2 separate regions of the Sus scrofa genome follow, and region 1 is linked to region 2. The links are chromatin contacts, called in public Hi-C maps. All regions are on one chromosome and are shown on one strand. Each heading gives the region's core, a stretch centred on a gene start, on an enhancer-like site or on the middle of the called end of the contact. The rest is flanking DNA. Distances are from core to core; before and after follow the strand shown. Region 1 overlaps LOC102164754 (a long non-coding RNA gene). Region 2 has its middle 93 kb from the start of MIR148A.

The links. Hi-C and Micro-C count contacts between places; a contact is called where the count stands out from the background.
Region 1: a contact with region 2 is called in a Hi-C map of omental adipose tissue, with 1.8 times the contacts expected there. The contact joins two enhancer-like sites. A contact is called at or near these places in 11 of 47 Hi-C or Micro-C datasets (embryonic fibroblasts, fetal skeletal muscle, heart right ventricle and 6 more) and 1 of 2 datasets of contacts at active chromatin or transcription factors (skeletal muscle).

Annotation. Positions count from the first base shown.
Region 1 is chr18:46,600,942-46,604,750 of Sscrofa11.1, reverse strand. All of the region lies in intron 2 of LOC102164754 (a long non-coding RNA gene), which reads right to left. Among named protein-coding and RNA genes, the nearest start is that of MIR148A, 190 kb to the right of the region's middle. Within about 2 kb of position 2,095, at least 33 of the 83 cell types and tissues checked have an H3K27ac peak or open chromatin away from gene starts, as enhancers often do. A contact at or near this core is called in omental adipose tissue, retroperitoneal adipose tissue and undifferentiated spermatogonia, where this site is marked.
Region 2 is chr18:46,506,518-46,510,201 of Sscrofa11.1, reverse strand. No RefSeq gene overlaps it. Among named protein-coding and RNA genes, the nearest start is that of MIR148A, 93 kb to the right of the region's middle. Within about 2 kb of position 2,316, at least 24 of the 83 cell types and tissues checked have an H3K27ac peak or open chromatin away from gene starts, as enhancers often do. A contact at or near this core is called in omental adipose tissue, retroperitoneal adipose tissue and undifferentiated spermatogonia, where this site is marked.

The DNA of each region.
Region 1 (3,809 bases), core at 846-3,345, 95 kb before region 2:
GGTGCCTTTCCCACCTGAACACCTAGACCTTCAGCCCCCAGGTGAAAAATATCTGTGTGTGTGAGGTTTGGGAGTGCGCTGAAAAAACCAAGCCCTGTCTGTTTAAATATCCACAGCCTCATGCCCTCTGCCTCATTTCATCCCGCTCTCATTCTGCTCTATTTTTTTTGAACCCTCTTAAAGGAAATGTCACTGAAACATAAGGAATAGATCGTTCGTCTGTCTCGTGGTGGACGTTTTTAATGTAAAGCTCTGAATCCATAGCGAACAAAAGCAACTGTTCAGAACGCTCCAAAAAAAAAAAAAAAAAAAGAAGAAAAAAATTGCCCAGCAATTTTAAGTTAATGGGCAAGATTAATGGATTGTCATATAATGGGAAAGGAAAGTATTAGGAAAAAAACAACACAAGTGGCTCTACAAAATTGGTTTGGAATTGGCGTCTACCTGAAGGCCTTTCAGCCAGAGGATTACTGTCTGCGGGGCGCGCAGCTCAGCGGTGTATTAATTTGAAAGCCATGCTTTGCAGGGATACCCAGCACTTAGTGGTTGGTTTTATGTTAAAAATGCTTAGTGTGAAACCTGTGCTGAAAGTTTGCCCAAACATCTCATAGTTGATTGCAAACTCGAGTGCTTGGGGGCTCTGAGCCCACACCTCAAGAATGCTGGTGATTGGGTGACATTTGGCTCCACACCTGGATTTGTCAGGGCCTCTTAGCGGCTGCTGGGAATTCGCCCTGCCTGGGGCCCACCGCTCGGCCCGTCACCCCTCTGACAGATGAAAACACAACGGGGTCTGTTGCCTGACGGACACATTCCTCTCCTGTCTGCCTCTGAAAGGACTTTGTTTAACAGTCCTGGAGTCGGGCTTTTGAGTGACAGATTGTGAAGGGTAAAAGTCATTCAGTTCCATTAAGCTCTGTAACTGCTCTGGAACAAAACACCTCGGGGGGAAAAAAAAAGTGTCGGGGCGGGGGAGGGGAAAATAGAGCCGTGGAGAGCGGGGGGCAGAGCTTTAGGGAGAAAAAAGGGGGATTCTTTTCAGGTTCAAAAACAATCCTTCTCTTTGCTTCTGTCTATCAATTAGGGCTGCGTTCCCAGAGGGAATACGGGCCCGGCCTCATTGGTGTCATTCAGCTGCCAGTCTCCTGACAGGGACACCAAAGGGCCTCATGTAGGGCTGCGGAAACTGTCTGTCAGGCCATCAGCAGCTGCTATGACGACATCACCCCTGTTTTTCTAGGACGATTATAGAGAAAGGGGGCGGGGGCGGGGGTCCCCCAACAGCGTCTGGGCGTCTCGCCTCCAAACCTCTGCTGGTAGTTTCCTTTTCCAACCCCCACATTCCCTCAGTCCCAGTGGGAGTTTCTGCACAAAAACAACCCCAGAGTGTCCCTGCCTGGCTGGGCCGCAGGGTACATAACTCGCCAGCCAAGGACACGCTCTTGGGTGTGAGAAGGGGGCTCTGCTTCTGGGAAAACTGAAGTTCTGACTCAATACATTCAGGGACTCTGGTTCAAACGAGTCTAAAGAAATGGGATGGGTGGTGAAAGGTGGCCCAGGCCCCTGAAAGGCCTGCCCGGGCCAAGCTGTGTGAAAAGCTCTGTGGCCTCCTTGGCGGTTTCCTGCCCAGCCTTAACCTTGGGGGGGCAGGGGGGGCTCCTGCGGGTTTCACTCCCTCTGAGATCTGCTTGGAGCCTGGAGGCTCCAGTGACGCTCTAAAAGCTCTAAGCCAAACTCAGCACCAAGCAACCACTTCCCCCTTTATTTTTCGGCCCCGTTCTCTGCTTTCCCCGAGGCCAGACCTGCAAGGTAACAAGGCTGGGCCCCAAAGACTGCTCGCCACGGCTGCTCACACCAAAGACCCAAGTCTGCAAAGGAGGGGTCCCCGGGCCTCCCGGCCTGACTGGGAGAACTCCCCCTGCTCCCCCCGAGCTCCCCCCACCCTCGGAGTCTGCATGCGAGCAGGAGGGGACTCGGGGACTCAGAGCCTCGGCCGCAAGCTGCGAAGATGCGCGGCTGTCCTCGTGTGTGTGCGGGGTCGGCCGCTTTGCCCTGGTAGCCCGTCCACACGGCAGGGAGCCGCTTCTAAACTGTAGCAATAGCGCTTCGGACCAAACTGCGCGGCGCTGGCGAGCAGGGCTGCCAAGCCCCACGGCCGGGCCCTCGTGTTGCAACACGTCTGCTTCCCGTCAGGGAGGGGATGACAGCTCCCCCCGCACTCGCTCCCACGAACCGTACAAAATGTTTAGCCAAATCCTCTAAGAACATGTACATAAAGCTGTCTCCAGGCTCCCGGGGCCGTGATGTCTTTCTCTTTCCGATCGCTTCTTTCTCCCTACACGTCCGGAGCAGAACCGCCATCCGGGGTGGCTGAAACCTGCTCACACGGCCATGCCCCTGGCTCGGGCACCCAGATGCCCGACCTCCCATGTGTGCCTCCTACAGGACCCCGATGCCTGGGGACGTTCAGAATCAGCCAGCTTTTTGGCACGGAGAGTGTCTGCAGAGGAGCAGATGGACAGGATGCTGAGAGAGAGAGAGACCGATTTGATCATTGTCTTCCTGCGCTCCAGCCTCAGGGAGACACCTCAGGAGCCAGCCTGTGGCCATCGGCACCGACAGAACTGCAGCAGTCACGGGAAGCAGTAAAGTGAGCATTTCCAAATGGGTTTGCAGGTCCTTGGTTGTGACTGCGGCACATGTGCATGGCTGAAGCAGAGAGGAAAGCAACTGAAGAGATAGGACAGGCAGGCAGAGACACACAGAGCTCAAACATCCTGAGGGCATCTCAAAGGGCCCTCAGGTCCTGGATCAGGAGATGCGGGGAGCCTTTTGCTCAGGATGGATTGCCTTGAAAAGGCCTGTTGGAGTAGCTCCCAGGGAGCAGAGGCCTGGAGCTCCCGGATGCTGGATGGTAAAAAAGGGATCCCATCCTGGGGCCCCACGTCACCATCCGATGGCCTGAACGCCCGTCCCTTCCTTCATGACTTTTCACGAGGCCTTCACCTCCAGTGTTGTGAGATGCTCACATTTCTGGCCCTACCACAAACACCGGTTCCCAAACACTTCTCAATCAAAGGCCCGATGCTCCAGGCTCTGAACGTGGGCTCGTCTGTGCTGGAAAGACCAGTGTCTTTGTTCACCACCTTCTCGAGGAAGGCCTGGCCGTGTGCACCCACCCTGCATTCCACCAAGTTCTCGCTCACGTTCCAACATCTATTACATCAGGCACCTGTGTCCTTCCTGATTTGCCCTTCACCGTGCGAGCAAGAATTAAACGGTCCTTTGGGCTGTCAGCAGTGGTGCTTCCTTCCTCCTGTGTGATGGCCATTGAATAGAACCTTATTTGAATTGTTTACTGTCATAATATTTCCCCATGACAGGTTACCTTGGGGCTAACCTTAAACCAGCCTGGTATGGTTCAATTTCAATGGGATAAAGAGTTGGAATAAAAAGACTTTTTTTTTTTTTTTTAGGGCCGTACCCACAGTGTATAGAGGTTCCCAGGCTAGGGGTCAAATCAGAGCTGTAGCCGCGGGCCTAGGCCACAGCCACACACCGCAGCCACAGCAAAGCCAGACCCAAGCTGTGATCTACACCAGAGCTCACAGCAACGCTGGATCCTTAACCCACTGAGCGAGGCCATGGATCGAACCCACAATCTCATGGTTCCTAGTCAGATTAGTTTCCACTGAGGCGTGACGGGAACTCCTGGAATAAAAAGACTATTTAGTCTTTATACATAAGTGCAGATAATTCACTCTCACTATGTGAGTGGATGGCCCCAGCCGTGAATTAGCTTAGTCCTT
Region 2 (3,684 bases), core at 1,067-3,566:
AAGATCACGATTTGTTTGTTTGTTTTACATTCTTATTAAGGCAGAATTTAGGAAGCAAAGACAACGCTCTAAAATATACCTCCAGGAAATTCTCGGGTCAGGTTAAGGATCCGGCAGTTGTCCAGCTGTGGCGCAGGACAAAGCTGCGGCTCGGGTTCCATCCCCGGCCCAGAACTTTAAGGAAAAAACAAACAAACAAACAAACAAAAAACCCAAGAAACAGAAACAAAGCATGGCCAAGAAGATCAGACTTGGGGTTCCTGGGGGAGGGGGAAGAGGCGGGAGTGGGAAGGATGGGCGTTTGGGGGGTTTTTTGGATGCAAACTGTTATACTTGGAATGGATGGGCCATGGGATCCTACTGTAGGGCACAGGGAACTGTGTGTGATGGGGTCCCTTTGTTATACAACGGAATGTGAAACATTGTAAATCAACTATACTTTAATAATATAAAAAAATAAATTTCAAGACTAAAAAAAGAGGGACATTGTGAGAAAGGTTCCTTGACATGATTGGAGGGAAGGGGACGGGCAGGACCCAAGGAAGAACAAATCTGAGAGAGAATTGGTTCGTTTTAGAATATCATCTAATTACTGTCACTATTACCTCCCCACGTGCAGCAAGGGAATGGAAATACCAAGCTCTCCCGCAAACTTTCCGATACATACACAGACGCTGCTGAAACATAAACGCGTGCACACAAACACATGCAGTGAAACCAGATTTTGGACTTGGGCTCTTGCTTGCCAACGTTTACCCTAGAGCAAATATTTACTGCGGAGTTACAAAGTTTCCCTAAAGGAGGACCAAAATGGAAGCGTTTACATACACCGCAAGTACGTTATAGGCACAGGGGCCACAAGAAAGAAATAGTTTAATAAAAACATTTATGGACTTTGAAAGCAAAACACAATCCAAGAGGCTTCCACATGGGAAAAGAGGATAGTTCAGCCTAACACGTCTTAAAGATCCTTTGGCTGTGTGCAGCTAACACGTCCCAGTTTCCTCTGAGACCCGGGTAATCCGCATTGTAAAACCTTCGCAGGAAACAAATGAAAGAACTATCCACGCTGCCTTTGGAGGCGAGAGCAGGGGTGTGGGTGGCTCTTCTCTTTCATACGCAGATAGAAACTTTCCAGAACTTAGGAAGGTCGTTGCACTGGGACTCTCTAACCTAAACCATCTCCGCCTCCTCTCCCAACCTGAGAATGTCTCTCTCAACTACTTTCTTCTGTATTCTCCCACCCCATCAGCCTCCCCCCACCCCATTCACTATCCCAACATGAACCTGATGTGTGTGTCCTCGCTGTTTCAATGCCTTTTGGCCTTTGCCTCCATTGCTTGCTCGGAGCCTGCGAGCCCACTAAAGTATGCATGGCCTCAGAACCCGAGTTTTGCGTTCAAAGTTAGCGTTAGCGCTTTGCACAGTCACTGCATTTTGCGGGGCCGCTGGGTCTTGAGGGTGTGCCAGCCTGTTCCTCATTAATGCTTTTGTACTTGATTCCCCATGAACCTCGTACAGCATCCAGCGTTGATGACCAAATGGAACCTTAAGAGAAATAGCTCTGCGCCATTTACAAGTCACACAAACAGAAAAAAGAATCAACTCCAAGTTTGACAAACTTTTGGAAAGAGCTCCTAGGGCCTTGAGGCTCTATCCTTGGGCTCTATCGCCCCCTGGTGGCGTCTCCGAAACGAACACGGCTAAGGGCTCAGTCTCTCAAAGGTTCAAGGGTCCCTCCCTTGGCGGCTGGAGCCCCTCTCCGGGACGCCCCGGTGCCAACTCCGGTGTGGGAGAGGGGAAGGAGGAACTATATACTTGGAGGGAAAGGGAACTTCCTCAAACCCATCCAGCCAAAACGGTTCGGGCTTCTCCACTCCAATCAAAACTACATAGGGGGAAAAAATGCAGATCTTAAAACATCCCTTTGATTTTACAGACGAGAAGATGAATCCCAGAGAGATAATGCGACTGGCTTGGGTCCTTGTCTTCTACGGCCTAACCTCTCTACCCCCGGTCGCGCCGCTCTTTGGGGGATGACAGAGTTTGGGGGTTCAAGCCGCGGGAAAGATTGAAGAGTGGGCTTTATTCTGCTAGAGGATTGGTGGGAATGAGCTAACGAGGGGACGAGGGTCGCGACAATGTTGTCGTCGGCCTGAATTGCCTCCGTTGCCGGGGGTGGGGGGGGGGAAACGGTGTGGGGCGGCTTTCAGGCCACCTTGGCCCCTGGTGGGAACGGGCGGCGCCCCCGGACCCCGCAGCGGCCCAGACCGGCCTCCCAGACCCCAGGCAGGCTGGTGGGCGAGACACTAAGCAGGCCCAGCGGGCAGTGCTCGGGGGTTCGGGGAGGGCGGCGTGGGCTGATTGATTGATTCACTGCCTTTAACCCCCGCCGCCGCGCCCGAGGCGGCCGATCCAGCTGCGGCCGCGGGCCTCGGGTGGCCGCGAGCCGGGCCCGGCGCCCCCGGCGTCCTGGAGCCCCCGCCCCGGCTCCGGAGGGCGGCCAGGGGGGTGGGGATTGATTTACAACCGCGCCGGGCCGACTCGAGCGAAATCACTTCGACCGGGGAAACCGACTCCCTAGGCTCAGCCCGGAAGAGGCCCTGAAAGGGGAGAGGAGCGCGGGCAGGGGCGGCGCAGGGGGAAGGGGCCAGGGGCCAGGGAGGACCGCCGGCCTCAACTTCCCGAGCCGGCTGGGCTGCGGGGACAGGCGGCCAAACTGCTTCCTGCCTCCGCCCCCCCCCACCACCTTTTCGCCAGGAACTGAGCTCCAAGGAGAGCTGGGCATCCCTCTCCCCTGGGACCGGTGCCCCGCGCGCCCGCCACGCAGTCCCCGGGCCTTTTCCACGCGGGCCAGCCCAGCACCCGAAAGCTGCGGTCCCGTCGCACGTGGGCGCCAAATTCGCAACTTTGGCCCGGCTTAGACACAGAATTTAGGGAATGGAGCTGCTAGCTCCGGGAGAGCCCCTAGGCCCCACCTCTGCTTAAACACAACTTGCTCCCTTTGCAGCACAGAAAGCAAAAGAGATCAGTGAGACTGTCCTTAGAAACTTAAGGTTCTCTTCCAAATGACCTGAGTTGACATTGCTGTCAACTACCTCTGCCTTTCCCTACCTCTCTCTTAACTACCTAAGAAAAATAAGCGCGCCCTCAATATATTTTTAAAAATTTTTCTTTAGCCTCTGTATGATGCTCTCTGATCGTACTTCGCTTGGGGGACGGGGCGATGTGCAAGTAATGACATAAAATAAACCTATGGTCCAACTTGAACCAACAAATCCGAACTGGTAGTTCTAAAGTAAAATATAATTTTATTCAATTCTCGTACGTTTATGCGGCTGGATGTGATGCGTTTTCCTACCTACAGCTTGTGAAGCTGATCCCTAGAAACGCGAAAGGGTGAAAACGTACAGATTCTCCTCCTGCCGACACTAAGGATGGCGTTAGCTAGGCAATGACCCACAATTAGAATGCCAGGGAAGACGTGAGTTCACGTGGGCACCCTAACCATTACTTTCTGGCCAAACAAAAGTCAGCAAAGCACAAGCAACAAACCAAATGAATCCGCCTTTTTGTAAGGTGATGGCGTAATGGCTATTTTCAGAAATATTTTTTAAAATAAAAATGCCAGCTTAAGACCTATTTTTAACTGTTGACTGTAATTCTAAAATGCAAGATTATAGG